Linked DNA regions of Muntiacus reevesi: region 2 is linked to region 1. The links are chromatin contacts, called in public Hi-C maps. All regions are on one chromosome and are shown on one strand. Each heading gives the region's core, a stretch centred on a gene start, on an enhancer-like site or on the middle of the called end of the contact. The rest is flanking DNA. Distances are from core to core; before and after follow the strand shown. Region 1 holds the start of RAB3IP (RAB3A interacting protein). Region 2 holds the start of FRS2 (fibroblast growth factor receptor substrate 2).

Region 1 (7,383 bases), core at 3,457-5,956:
TCCCATGGGATTTTCCAGGCAAGAGTACTGGAGTGAGTTGCCATTTCCTTCTCCAGAGGATCTTCCCCACCTGGGGATCGAACCCGGGTCTCCCACATTGTAGGCAGACGCTTTACTATCTGAGCCAGCAGGCTTCCATTATGCTTATGTTTACAACAGTTGCCAACTATAAGCCACAAACCTCTCACTGAATATTCAATACTGAATATTGAACTATTTCAATAATTTCCATTCTTTTTCCTCTGATTTAAGTAATCTTAGCTTATGGTTAAAGCTATTTAATTTTGTGCTGCTGATATCCTAAGATAAATCAAGATTACTTTTTCACTTTTTTCTATATACAACTGAAGCTTATGAAACTACCTCACTTAGGTTTTTGCCTGGAGAATACCAGGGACGGGGGAGCCTGGTGGGCTGCCGTCTATGGGATCGCACAGAGCTGGACATGACTGAAGCGACTTAGCAACAGAAGCAGCTGTTTAGCTTTAAGCATTTAGCTTTAAGTTGGAAGGGAAAGCAGAAAGGAAACACAGAGATGGCAAATTAATGCTACCTAACCTCTCCTTCCCTTAGTCCCCTCAATCCCTACTCTGAAAACTCACTTCCATTTCTACTGCTAGACCGATTTCAACATATTTTAACATTTTTTTCACTAACCATCCATCACCAAACAGCACAGTACCTACTAGGCTCCAGGCCCAATACTAAAGCTATATGGTGGGGTAAGATGCATTTAAGCCCTGCCCTTAAAGCATGTGTTCACCAGAAGGCAGCTCACTGTCAACAAACATTTACAAATACGATGTAAATGTCAAAATGATACCAAAATGGAGGCATGTACTCCGTGCTTTGGAAATATATATTAAAAAAAAAAAATAAGTACTATGTGGCAAAGGTAAGGACAGCAGGACAGAAAAAGAGAAACTGTTAATAGCTAGAAGTGAAGTGAAATTCACTCAGTTGACTCCGACTCTTTCAAACCCCATGGACCATACAGTCCACGGAATTCTCCAGGCCAGAATACTGGAGTGGGTAGCCTTTCCCTCCAGGGGATCTTCCCGACCCAGGGATCAAACCAGAGTCTGCTGCACTGCAGGCAGATTCTTTACCAACTGAGCTATCAGGGAGAGCTAGAAAGGAGTCTTTACATTTCTTCAGACATTTTCTTTTTAGGATACCAGATGTATTTAAGTAATTTAGCACCAATTTACCACCCTTCATTGAACTACATCTTGACTCGCACTCTACAGGGCAGAGGCTTGGTGTGAAAGGATGTACTCCCTCAGATTACCCTCAAAGCTTTCCCTCAACACACAAGTATCACCACCAACTCCTAGTTCTTCTTTTTTCCCTACCCTCCAACTACTTAAGCACTTTGTCTTACCTGACACTCATTAAAATTACAGCACCATATGTATGTGAAGGTACCTTCTAAATTTTGATAAACTTACAAAAAGATATGGCAATGATTACATGGTCTACCTTCCAGACATCTTCTAAAGTCTTTCCTTTAACCCCCACCGTGACTAGAAGAGTAGATACTCAATGAAATGTCTGATTTATAAATCTCTGGTGATACATTAAGAATTACTTATTACACCAATATTTAAGTATCTCATAAAAGCTAAATTAAAACCAATTCTTCAGCATTATAATCTGCACAGGAAGAAGTAGTAGAGAGGTTAAGAGCATGGACATCAAAGAAAAACTGCCCAACTTCTAGTCTAGTCCCCTCATTAATTAGCTTTGTGACCTTAAGCAAGCTTCATAACCTCTCAGGGCCTCAATCTTCTCAACTATTAAATGGATAAAGTATTACCTAACTCCCAGGTCAATGTGAGAGTAAATGAGTTGGCATAATGCTTAGACCAGAACCTGATACACCCTAAGGGCTAGACTCTTTAGTGGTAGCAGCAGTGCTCGTATCACATCATCAGAAAACCTGTTTATTTTTTAACCAGTCTTCTTAGTCACAAAGCTCTTTTACAGAAGGTGTTTTTCAGGAGCGGAAAGAGCAAGGCTGGTAGGATTTCCATTTCGGGGAGTCACACAGTGTTTAATACCGGCTCTGCCATTAGTCAGCTATAGGTCTACAGACAACTAGGTAACTAGAGGCAAGTTATTCACCTCTCTGACCCTCATGATCTGTAAAATGTAATAACACCACCTATACGCCAGGAATGTCTCAAGGACTAGAGAGTCAAGGTGCTTGAAGCAACAAGCACAGTGCAAGGCACACTCTTGAGCTGTATCTGTTCCCCTCCTCCACCCCCTCCACGGAGTATCTCATCTAATTCTCATCCCACCATTATGAAACTCATGTGAGATTGAGACATGTCAAAAACAGCTGAATACTGGCAAACCCCAAACCGTCCAACCTAATGCTACCCCCATTTGCAAATGGAGAAAATAAGCTCAGAGGTTAAATGATTTACTCAAGGTCATATGCACGGTTTAACGATGGAGCTAAAACTTAAAAAAGATAATTTTTTATTAAAATTGGTTCAGTGAGTCCTGCTCAGAAAGGGGGGGGGGGGAGGGTATACTAATTACAATAATAGGTGTAAAACTACTGTAACCTGCAAGTTTTTGTTCTGCCATATCAAATCCCAAGATGATGATGTAGATTTCTAAGAATCTGTCAATCTTAAAAACTATTTGCAGTGGACTGCTCTGCTGGTCCAATGGTTACAATTCCACACTTCCACAGCAGGGGGCAAGGGTTCATCCCAGGTCAGGGAAGTTCAACAGACTGCACTGCACAGCAACACACACACACAGTGTCTACGTGTGCTGTAGAAGTTGAGGGTTTAGTGAAAATTAGAGGAAACTAATATTAAAGAAAGCATTAACTACACCAATTCAAAACCTACAACTGGATCTAGTTAGAAACTCCACTAATTAGAAAATTCACAAAGCAGCTGAACATCAAATATTCATCCTGGTGAAAAGTTAGCAGTATTCAATACCACCGATGAGTTGTTTGCCAAATATACCAGAAGAGTTGCAGTCTATGTACGCCCTTTGGTTCTCGAAATAGTGGAAATAGGAAAAAAAAGAAAAGAAAAGGTTTTTTTTTTTTTCTAATAGTAAGAAATATACTATTGTAGTAACATTATATAACCACTAAGTGTATTTCTACATATTCCACAAGGATAGGATTCTATCACACAAACCATATTTGGGGTACGTACCTGTCCAAATATGAAAGCTCCTATAAAAACGCACCACACTAGTAAATAAAACAGCAAGCGTTAACACAACAAGGCCCCATCTAAGTGGTGAAATCTTTCAACAGTATCAAATATTTACTCTGACTGGTTACAAATCTATTTGACTGTTTTCTCCACTCTGCCTCCTTTCTCCTTGATATATCATTTACCATTTTTCCCCTTAAAATGGCATGAACAACAAAATAAGGATAATGAACAGAAACCGGGTCTTGCAACAGATTTACAATACAACAGTTTTGTTCTAATCCTCTTACTGGCCTCTGCTGCAATTATGTAATCATTTCAGTGCAAAAGCTTACAAGGAAGGCTCTTTCCCGACCCTGAAATAAAGCTGGAGGGGGAAACAGAAGTGGGGAACAGGTAGCCTCGGAATTTGCTACATTTCCGTGAAACTAAACTGTCTGCATCTTCCGAATCACCATTACCTGAGCGCTCTTAATTTTCAAGACTTTACCCTTTAGCCATTATAGACTTTTTCTTTTTAATCCCATAACAACTGGCAACTCTTCACGTGCTGCAGATTCCATCTTACACCATCACTTCCCGAGTCCATTAAACTCTTTTCCCTGGGCGATCGGAGCGAGCTATCCACGCTGGAAGGGTAGTGTAATTACAATTATGTCTAAACAGCTCGCCTCAACTCCCCGAAACAAAAGTCAGGCTGAACTGAGCTGTCTCCTAAGGCGCCGGTTCTTGACCACCAGGTTTCGCCGAAACCTCCCAAGGGTGACCTCTACGCCTTGGCGCCGTGCCCGGCTCGCCGCCTCCTAAGACCCTCGGGCCATGCCTACTGCCTCGCCCGGTCCAGCTCCCGCGCGGCGCCGGCCTCCACACTTGTTCGCGAAGTCTCTTTACACCCTGCTCCGCAAGCCCGGGCCCTCAGCTCCGGCCGCGCGCGCCCCCCCGACAGGTAACCTGGCTCTGGCTCCACGCCTCGGGCGCTCAGGACCGCGCAGTTAATGAGTAACGCGCCCGAGGGACGGGGGAGGAGCCGCCGCCGCCCGACGCCCACCAGCGGCCCCAAGGGGCGCCCACATGCCCCAAGGCGCCGAGCCTCCGCCACCGCCTCCGCCGGAGTCCGCGAGCCCCGGCGGGGGAGCGCGCTCGCCGGGGCCAGGACAGCCGGGCCGGGTCCCCGCGCGCCGCGCCCTCACCTGCACCTGCTGCGGCCGCCCCTCCAGGCCGGCTCGCGGGAGGCGGGCGCGCGAGCACTGAGGGGGGCGGTGTTCCGCGTCCCGGGCCTCTCCCTCCCGCCGCCGCGCTCACCTGACTAACCTACCACCGCCGCGGCCCGCGCTCAGGGGCGCTCGCAGAGCCGCACACAGCGCACGCCGAAGCACTCTGAGGCGGAGGAGGACGTCTGGCCGACGCCGCTACACTCTACCGCGGCGGGTGCCCGGCTGGAGGAGCCGCCGAGGGAGCGCGGGACTGCGCCTGCGCCGGGAGCCGGGCCGGAGCCCGGAGCCGAGCGGCCCCGCGGAGGGAAGGCGGGGCTAGAGGCGGGGAGGGGGCGGGGCTAGAGGCGGGGAGGGGGCGGGGCGGGCGTGGGGCCGGAGGGGGCGGGGCGGGCGTGGGGCCGGAGGGGGCGGGGCGGGCGTGGGGCCGGAGGGGGCGGGGCGGGCGTGGGGCCGGAGGGGGCGGGGCGGGCGTGGGGCCGGAGGGGCCGACGCGCTCCCGCGCCCCCTGGCGCCAGGCGGGGCCTTCGCAGGTGTTGGGCGCGGGCCCCAGGTGCCTTCGCGGGCGGTTTCCTTGGGAACCAGGGCGAACTGGCGCTGAACCTTGTTGCCCTGGGCTTGACAGACGGTCTCCGGTTCACTTCGAGTTTGCTGGTCTCTCCAGGAGTCGGAAGAGGAACCTTCGATGTGAGTTGAGGACCACTATATCCAACCTGAGACTCGGCGCGCATATGTACCTTACAACGTGTGTCTGTGTGTGTGTGCGCGTGCGTGAGTCTCTGGGGGCATGGATGGGAGGAAGGGGAGTCTGATAGAACCTAGATCCTAGCATTCCAGCAACTGTTAGAGCATTCGAGAATGTCGTGTCTCTACCTACCTTCTCTCATCTTTCGTGTCAACTTTTATCAAGCTTCCACCCCACTTTAGGTCCTCCAGAAAGGAAACATGAAACTACAAACCATGTTTCCGAAAATCTGATAAAAAAGAGGCAGTCACATCAAATATGCGTCTCTATGTTTAGTCAAAGAGATACAGGCAGTTTATGCAATATGTATATTGAGTAGGACCCCCATGCTGTATATTGATGCCATCCTTGAGCGGCAATAAAGAAGAGTAGGTTACGTGTATGGCTATAGGAATCAGGATTCCTGGCTTTGAGGTTGGCACCTACTAGCTGTTGTCAGTGACCTTGAGCTAGTTGATCTCTAATAGCCCCAGTAAATGGGGATAATAAGACCCACTTCAATAAGTCGTTAAGAAATTAAATGGTTTAATGTATGTAAAATACTTAGTGTACTTCATGACACAGTGCCTAATGAATATTGTGTATTTGTCTAAGTAGCTAAGTCGTGTCAGATTCTTGAGACTCCATAGACTGTAGCCTGCCAGGCTTCTCTGTTCATGGGATTTTCCAGGCAAGAATACTGGAGTGGGTTGCCATTTCCTTCTCCAGGGCATCTTCCTGACCCAGGGATTGAACCAGGGTCTCCTGCATTGCAGGCGGATTCTTTACCAACTGAGCTAGAAGGGTGTGTAATGAATATTATCTATTAATAACATTATTACTGTTATCATCCACCTATAATAAAAACAAACCTAGAAACTCACTATTTACTCTTTTGTACTCCATCTCCAATATATCGAGTCTTACCTATTCTAATTCAGAAACAGTTCTTAAATCTACCCCATCCCTTGTTTACTGGGACTAGACATGATCTCCCTGATGAGGGAGGTTGGTTCTCCCTGAGTCCCCTTCTCTCCCTTTCACCATGTCATTCATTTATCAAATGTTTATTGTGTTCAATCTGTGTACCTACTGCTCGACTTGGGAAGAGAGAAACCATTCCACACAATCTCCATCATCCAAGGACTCAAACATAGTGAAGAAAACAAACATGTCAATAATAACTAAGTGAAATAAATAACTGCAACAGAAAGTAGTCTTTCCATGAAAATGCATTATTTAAGAAATTTTTCTGGTGGCCAATAACAGAAATCCATTCCAAGTATAAGCAGAATGGGAGGAATTACTTTAAGGATATAAAGATTGCTCTCAGAATCCATGGGTAGGGGTGAAAGAAGGCTTGGGAATAGTCTGAAACCTGGGGCTGAAATGTTGTGGAGAAGCCAGGAGGTCCCCTCATTGTGTCTCATCTCTCTTTCTCTTCCCTCTTCCTGCAGATTATTTATGTTCCCGTATAGAGAAGCAATAAATAAACATTTGTTTAATGGATGGCAATTTGTGAAATAAACTGGACCCAAAGTCAATTTTCAAAACATTTCCTTATAAGTAGGTAACATGTTAAAATGACTCTTTTGTAGGGGATGATACAGTTTAGAGTCTAAGTCCTTTTAGGCTTTTATCAGTCCTTTCAGCTCTCTGATTTTTTCAGTTGCCTATTCCAACATCAGAAAAAGGATGTGAAATACAGAGGTGTCCATAATTGATTCCATGAGAGATATATTAGAGACAACTGTTTTATACATGAGTTGTGAAAGCAAAATTTTATGTGACACAAGCACTGGCCCACAAGCAAATATTTTGCTAGACAAGGAAATGATAGACTACTTTCTGTTGCAATTAAAAACTCATAAATTAAAAAAAATAAAGAGAAAAAATTCAAAATAACAAACTTAAGCAAAATAAAATATATTCCTCTCATGTAGGTTTATGCAGTGCAAAGTTGATATGGTGGCTCTCTGATCAATATGGACACAGGCTTCTTCTGTCACATGGCTTCACAATCCTGAAGGTTCAGCTTCTACCATCAAGTAGGCTGTTCAAGCTCCAGCCATCACCTCCTTATTCCAAGCAGCAGAAAAGCAACAGAGGCTAAAAAGAATATCCCTCTACTTAAAAACACTTGCAGAAGTTGTGTACACCACGGTACTTACACCTTATTGGTCAGCAGTCAACCATAAGTGATGTTGAAACATACAGTTTCTATTGAGTGGGCATGTACCCAGCTAGAAAT
Region 2 (7,143 bases), core at 1,362-3,861, 260 kb after region 1:
ATGTTGTAGCAAAAACACACAGATTTTGGCACCAAACAGACTTGTATTCAAACTAGGGCTGTTACTTGCTACTACATAGTCCAAATAAGTTACTTAAGTATCAGTGACCTCATTATTAAGAAATATACTCAGATATTATTGTGAAGCTTAGAAAAGGTATGTAAAGCAACTAGCATAGAGCCTGGTATGCATGAAATGCTCAATAAATAATAGCTTCAGAGCTAACTTTAAAAGTACTACTGTACCTCCACCACCTTCCATTTTACTCAAGAAAAATGAACACATTTTCCTTTCAAACAACTCCAAACTTTAGATCAAACCACTCACATAGGAAGTATTTATTTTTATATGCTGTAAATTATTATACAAATATCTGACATCTCATTCTTTATTTCAAATTCTTGAAGACCCAAGACTTAACCTTTGCATCCTCTAATGCCTAGCAGTGCCTTTCATGAAGCACAAGGCAGTCACTTCCAATTAGAAAAAAAATTTAATACGCCTAAATATTTAATATGCTCTTCATGACTTCTGACACACCTTAGAAAATTACTGCCAAAACATGAAGCTTAGTTGTTATGGCTGTATCTTTTCTGGCTCCTACATGGTTGCCTAACAAAGTTTGATGCCTAACACGGCAAGTCTGTTGAACTGACTTGAATAATATAATTTCCAATGCAAACGTTCAGTATCTGCTGAATTAACGTGAACATAATTAAATTTACTTTGGGATCTGATTTTTCCTTTTTCTATTCTTACAACTCTTGAAATCTTTCCCTTCAAAACAGTGTCACAACTTCAGTATGAATTCATAACTTTATCTAACCTGACTCCTTTTCCAGATTCTCTCAATTTCAATATCCCAAGCATTTCAAATAGCTAAGAATCTACAGTTTCCATCTAAATCTAAAAGTTGGGCAACTAGTCTTCACGCCACAATCTTTTGCAGGGGCTTTAAAAATCCTCCACCCTTTACCTGTAGAAGATCAACAGTGGTGAAATAAATTTTCTTGTACATAAGACAGCTCCCTGAATAATCACTTCAGTCTATTTTCCCTAATTCATGAGATCACTCCCTTCCGGTGGTGGAAGGAGAAGGAGATAAGTACTCCCAAAAAACTAGAGCATAAGTCCTAAAACAAGCACAAGATGAGAAGTACAGGGAAGTGTCACTGGTTTCACAAAGGTGGTGTGCATATACTTTACACTGCAAAAGTAATGGTTATTTGCTGGCAGTCAAAATCAACAGTAACTGCATTCCTTTATGATCATAATTTTAAAATCACTATTAAATGTGGGAAATCCTATTTCCTACAAACCTTTCAGGAGTAGTTTATTACCTAAAACCTGTTCGCTAAAAACAACTACCTACATCACTTTCTCCTCTACGAAAGACTCAATTTTTCTGAAGTAAACACCTAATACAATAAAACAGCAAAAAACACAACAGCAAAAACACCTCTGGCCACCTGTGTGAACCTCTGCACTGCAGCAACAGCTGTAACAGTCTAAGGAATCTCCTTGGAGTTACAGAGCACAATTTTTCTTTAAAAGTTAAGAAAAATGACAATTCCAAACATGAAGGTAAACAAACTTGCAGAAAGGGAGGGTGTAATAATTCTCCAACCCTACGCGGTCAATTCTTACAACAACCGCAGACTGAACTCACCAAACCACTGTGACTTCAGATAGCCACAGAAATTAGGAGTGCAGATTAGAGAGCAGCAGCATCTCCTAACGTCGGGGGAGAAAATAAGGGAACTTACCTCAACTCCTGATTTTTCTCAAGCAAGTTTGTTGTTTTAAGAAGTGACTTCAACAACAGCGTGAGTAAGCTTTCCAGTGAGTAAAGATCATGGGAGGCACGCTGGTGCCACACTGCCCTACATCTCCAACACCGGTCCCAAGCGCAGTCCAACCCGATCCTGAGCAACCCCTACACCAGTCTAGACCGAAAGCCTTGCAGTAGATCTCTGGCGTCTACACACGCATCGCCCCGCCCTGGGACCGAAGAGACGACACTCCAGAGACCCCAGCTAATTACTGAGCCCGACGACAGACCTAGAGGTCGCCGAAGTCGGGAACTACAGTCCACGACTGAGTCTGACGTCCAGATTCCCAGCCCCGGGTCGGACACAGAAAAACCAAATCGCAGAGACAGCGCGAGGATACAGGGGAGCAGAAATGAGGGGGCTGGATGGACGGAGGCCCAGCCCATTCTTAACTCTCCCAACAGCAACAACAGCTCCGGGAACCCACTCCCTGGCTCCGCCCCGCCCACCCCACGGCCCCCACCGCCAGCTCCTTCCAGTCCCCCCGGCTCGGCGAAAACCGCGGCGGTCGACAACCCCCTTTCTCGAACCCCGACAGCACAGCCCGCAGCCTGGAGCCCAGAGCGGGTAGCGGGGGCCCGAGAGCGCCAGCCCCGACGCGGCCCGCGGCCGTCGCAGTTCACTCCCCCGGCCACTCACCGTCGGCCCGGGAGGTGAGAGGGGCCAGGGCGCGGGTCGACCGGCGCTAAACCCCGGGCTCCCACACGGGCGGGAGCCCCTCCTCGGAGCCGACCAAGCCTCAGCGTCTGTGCCTACAAGGCCTCTCTACGGCCCGAACCCTAGAAAAGCACTTCCGGGGGAGCGGGGGAGGGAAAGGTTTTGGCACCGGAACTGCTCGCGGGCTGGAGCTGCCAGGGCCTCCCAAGCGGGGCGGGGCGGGGCCTCTGCCGCCGGCGCCCGCAAAGCCGCCCCGGGCTCCTGGCTAACCCTTTCTGCCCCGCGGCTCCGCCTTTCCCCAAAGTCCGGGTGAAGCGTTTACAGCTCTTCGACGAGTTCTACTCAGGCCACCTGATTTTACAGAGGAGAAAACTGAGGCTCAGAAGATTTAGCTGCCAGGGTCCAGCGCCTTCACCCGCCTTCCGACTCTCTCCAGTATTCTTACCACCCCAGTTTGCCTCCTTTAAAAATAATAATAGTTAACATTTATTGACCGCCTACTGCGTGATAGACACTGTATTAAGCGTTTTGGCGCTTAGTTCAGTTAATCGTCCTCAAATCCCTTGAGGTTGGTGCTACCCTTTACTTCTGGCAGAGGAGGAAACCGATCAAAAGAGACCAAACCCGATACCGCAAACATTAGTTCTTGATTTTATTTTAACTCATGTTGTGTGTGTAAATTTCACCCATCCCTGACACGAGTTTTAAGTTCTTTGAGGACAGGAATCAAATTATATTCCTTTATTCCATCACTTGAGGCCAAGAACTGGAAAACTGGAAGCTTACTGCCTGGGCCCTGTTATTTTATACTTTTATTTTTTCACCCTGGGCAAGTTACTTTACCTCTCTAGGCTTGTTTTTCCTCCTTTGTGATAAGTTTAATGTAGTTGCTGTGTATGTGTGTTTGCATGTGCACACACGCACACATATATAATCATCTCTGGATTGTTAGAGGAATTCAGAATGAAAATGCTGTGTGCTAAGTTGCTTCAGTAGTGTTCGACTCTGCAACGCTATGGACGGTAGCCCACCAGCCTCCTCTGTCCATGGCATTCTTCAGGCGAATACTGGAGTGGGTTGCCATGCCCTCTTCTAGAGGATAAGACCCGGTTGCCGACCCGGGGATGGAACCGGAGTCTCCTGCATTGGCAGCCAGATTCTTTACCTCTAGCACCACCTGGTCTGGGTAAAAATCAACCATTTTCATACCTTGTCACTAATAAGAACAATTTTTCCTCCAGTGGAATCACTCTAGAAGGAGGTAATTTGGAAAACTACAGATTACTAATAGGTGATTGAAAAGGTTAGTGAAGGAAATAAGGAAATAAAATAGTAGAGGGCTTCCCAAGAGGACCAGTGGTAAAGAATCCACCTGCAATGCCAGAGACATGGGTTTAATCCCTGGGTCAGGAGGATCTCCTGGAGAAGGAAATGGCAACCCACTTCAGTATTCTTTCGGGGCAAATCCCATGGGCAGAGGAGCCCGGCAGGCTGCAGTCCACAGGGTCGCGGAAGACTAAACAACAGAGGTTTTTGCAATGGGAAAAATGAAGGTAGGTGAGCCACACAATGTCCTGGGGCCAGCCTGGCTACTTGTGACACTGTGAGCTGAGACAGTTCGAGGACCTAGAGTCAGAGGACAGGCAGGGAAAGGAGGCGGCAAAAAGGATTCCTTAACCACAAAATCAGAAAGGCACCAAACATCTGAGGTAGTTTCTGTATTTGAGGCTAGATTCTGGGTCAGGGGCTGGCAGGGAGCGCTTAGCATGCATACTATCTGCCAAACAAATTTACAAGCATCTCTTAAAACTGTAGGGGAGGAAGAGGAAGATTTTTTAAATTTTCTACTACGAAAGTCAGGGGAAATGAAAATAGTTCACAACCTGTTATTACGAATTGAAAGATGCAAACAATGCCTTTGCTTTGGGCTTTTTTCTTTTTTTAACAGTGCTGCCTTGTTTTATTTCTGTGATCACAGAAATGTTTGTAAATACTTCTCTAATGGCCAAATTTATCAGCCTTTCGTGCCTTGGAGTGCGAAGAAGTAAAAAACGGAGCCTGGGCTGGCAGGACTCGCTACTTTCCACCGAGGGCTTAGAGGGATAGCGAGAGGAACCCTGAATCGCAAACATTGTCAGGCTCCCTGCTGGATTCAGTGGCACCGCAGGTTTGTCATTGAATCTGGTCATCTAACTAGTAAACGGTGCAACCAGGATTTGAATGTGAGTCTTTCTCCTCAGCTGCTTTTCACCACTATGCCAGAGGTTCTAGGTCTTGGAATGCCTCGGAATCACCGAAAGGTCTTGTCAAAACACAGAGGGCTGGATCTCACCCCCAGAATTTCACTTAACTAGTGAAATGCTAGTGCTTCTCTCAAGTGTAGTCCCTGGACTACTATCATCAACATCATCTTTGAACTTGTTACAAATGCAAATTATTAGGCCCCACTCCAGACCTTATAACTGGTGTGGGGCCCAGCCATCTGTGTCCTGACAGGCCTTCTCAGTGGTTCTGATACATCCTCAAGCTTTAGAACCTCTGAACTCTACTATCTTGTCTTCCACAAATCCCCACCCCCACCTTTTTTTTCTAATTATCCCCAACAGAAATAACTCTACTGAAGCAAAAGTTCTTCCCAGTAAATTAAGTGATTTATTTATTTATGTTTTGCTTTCAGTTGGAGAGGAGACTAGAAAAAAAAAGTAATAGGATTCTTTTTTGATTACTGTCAATTTGTACTGAAATTTAACCAGATACTACTGGGTTGGAGGTGGAACTAATCTCATTTGCGAACTACTCTGTGCAAGGGTTTAACCTGCATTTTTGAAATTGATCTTCACTTCCCTACTATGAGGTTTGATGGCCTTAATTGTACAGAAGAGAAAAACTGAGGCTTAGATGAAGTAATTGACTTAAAGGCCACATTCTTATTAAGGGACAGAAATCAGGGTTGTTCAAACAAAGATCCCTCTAATTCCAAAACTCATGATCTCTCCACTTCGTGGCAGGAGCTTGTGGAACCAAATTCCACTGTGGGCTTCACCAGCCCAACTATACAACATTGAGTAAGCGATTTAATCTCTATTTCAATTTCTCCATCTCTAAATAATGTTATCATAAATCTGCCCCTCCCACACTGGAATGTTAGAACAAATGAGGAAATAAAAGCATAAGTTCTTTGAACTTTTTTGAAGAAAAGCAATAAAAAGGCAAGTTATCATAGTCCTCATATGTTTAGCCAAGTGTTGCTATGTCAGCCTAAGCATTGACTCTTTCCTGGTTCTCTCCGGATTCATACATAAGAGGTTCAAAGATTGTAGCTGATGCCACAGAAAATGCATTTGACTTCATTTATCAGTATCTACTGGAGGTTAAAGAGGATAACAAAGGATCTCTTAAAAATCTCTCTTAAAAATTACAAGAAATCTCTCGCCAGGTTCATAGGCTCCAGGTTGTTGTCACATTGCTGGCCCATCCTCATCCTAGAGATCTTTTCTCCAAACCCTTTTCTTCTCCCCATTACAAGCATCCCTCCACCCTCCTGCCTCCACCCCCTAGGCAAAGACTTAAAATTCCTCCCACTTTATTATGTAGAAGGATTTAGCTCTCAATCCTCCTCTCAGACCAGACTCTAGGCCTATCTTTGTTGACAGAGTCGCCAACTTGCACAATTCCAGGAGGTACCATTCACAAAGAATACAACCTAAATGGTGCTCAAGGGGGTGCCAATTGCACAGGGCACAATAGGAATGGTCCCCCTGGAACTGTGCAAGGCTGTCACCCTGTCTATGCATAGCCCCCACCCCAAAAATCCATTAAGGTGTTTTGTTAAACAAAAGAGCCATCTACTTGGGTGTCCACCAGTTTGCCAACTTTTGAAATAATGGGGTTCTTTGTGGTTTTTGTTTGTTTGTTTTAACGTACGCCTGATCAAATACTTAAATCACCAGGCTTAAGTCCTGGGTTCCACATTCTGCTATGCCATTTTTCACTCTCTTCTCTGACGTTATTGCCGATCGCTCCACTAAACTGTGAGTTTCATGAAGGCTTTGTCATATTTCGTCTGTACCTTCTTGGCACAAGTGCTTTAAAAACCGGTTTGAATAACAGCACAGCGTACTCATATCTATCATATCTATGTACTAGTATATTTGGCAGAGATTTGACAAATGGCCTCAACTGTGTTGTTTGACCCACAGAGTTCTGTAACAAGAAATAAATTGAGTCAAAAATCTTAAATTGAGTAATGTCATGTAAAATAACAATCCCAATTTCTGGTGTCTCTTGAAAATTTGGACACTATGGCAAACTGGGCATGCATCCCACAAGGTGTCAATGCCTTTAGCTCATGTGCAGCTCTTTATTCAGTAGTACAATGAATTGGCTTCTCTCACACATGAAATCTTCATGGCACACACTTAGGTTGGGGCCATGGTGTGTGGAATCATATGGGAATCGTAGAGAAACAAAAATAGAATGCTGCCTTATATAATATGTATTTTGAGGTAATTTTAAATTGTTTTTCTGGGGTAGAAAATTGTGGGGTACCATGCTGTACCATTTCTAAACTAGCCAAGCAAGTGCAGGCATCAGATTATAAATACAATTACCACCAACATTTTACAGGCATTGTAGCTGATGTTATTTGTCAAGT

The links. A called contact is a pair of places that touch in the nucleus more often than the background predicts.
Region 2: a Hi-C map of blood shows a contact between it and region 1, with 2.5 times the contacts expected there. The contact joins the promoter of FRS2 here to the promoter of RAB3IP in region 1. A contact is called at or near these places in 2 of 3 Hi-C or Micro-C datasets (blood and muscle).

Annotation. Positions count from the first base shown.
Region 1 is chr4:158,735,023-158,742,405 of mMunRee1.1, forward strand. RAB3IP (RAB3A interacting protein) reads right to left here and starts at 4,707. Exons shown (of 10, transcript XM_065934645.1): 1 at 4,500-4,707.
Region 2 is chr4:159,000,820-159,007,962 of mMunRee1.1, forward strand. It overlaps FRS2 (fibroblast growth factor receptor substrate 2), which reads right to left and starts at 2,612. Exons shown (of 10, transcript XR_010663070.1): 1 at 2,472-2,612. It also overlaps the pseudogene LOC136167577.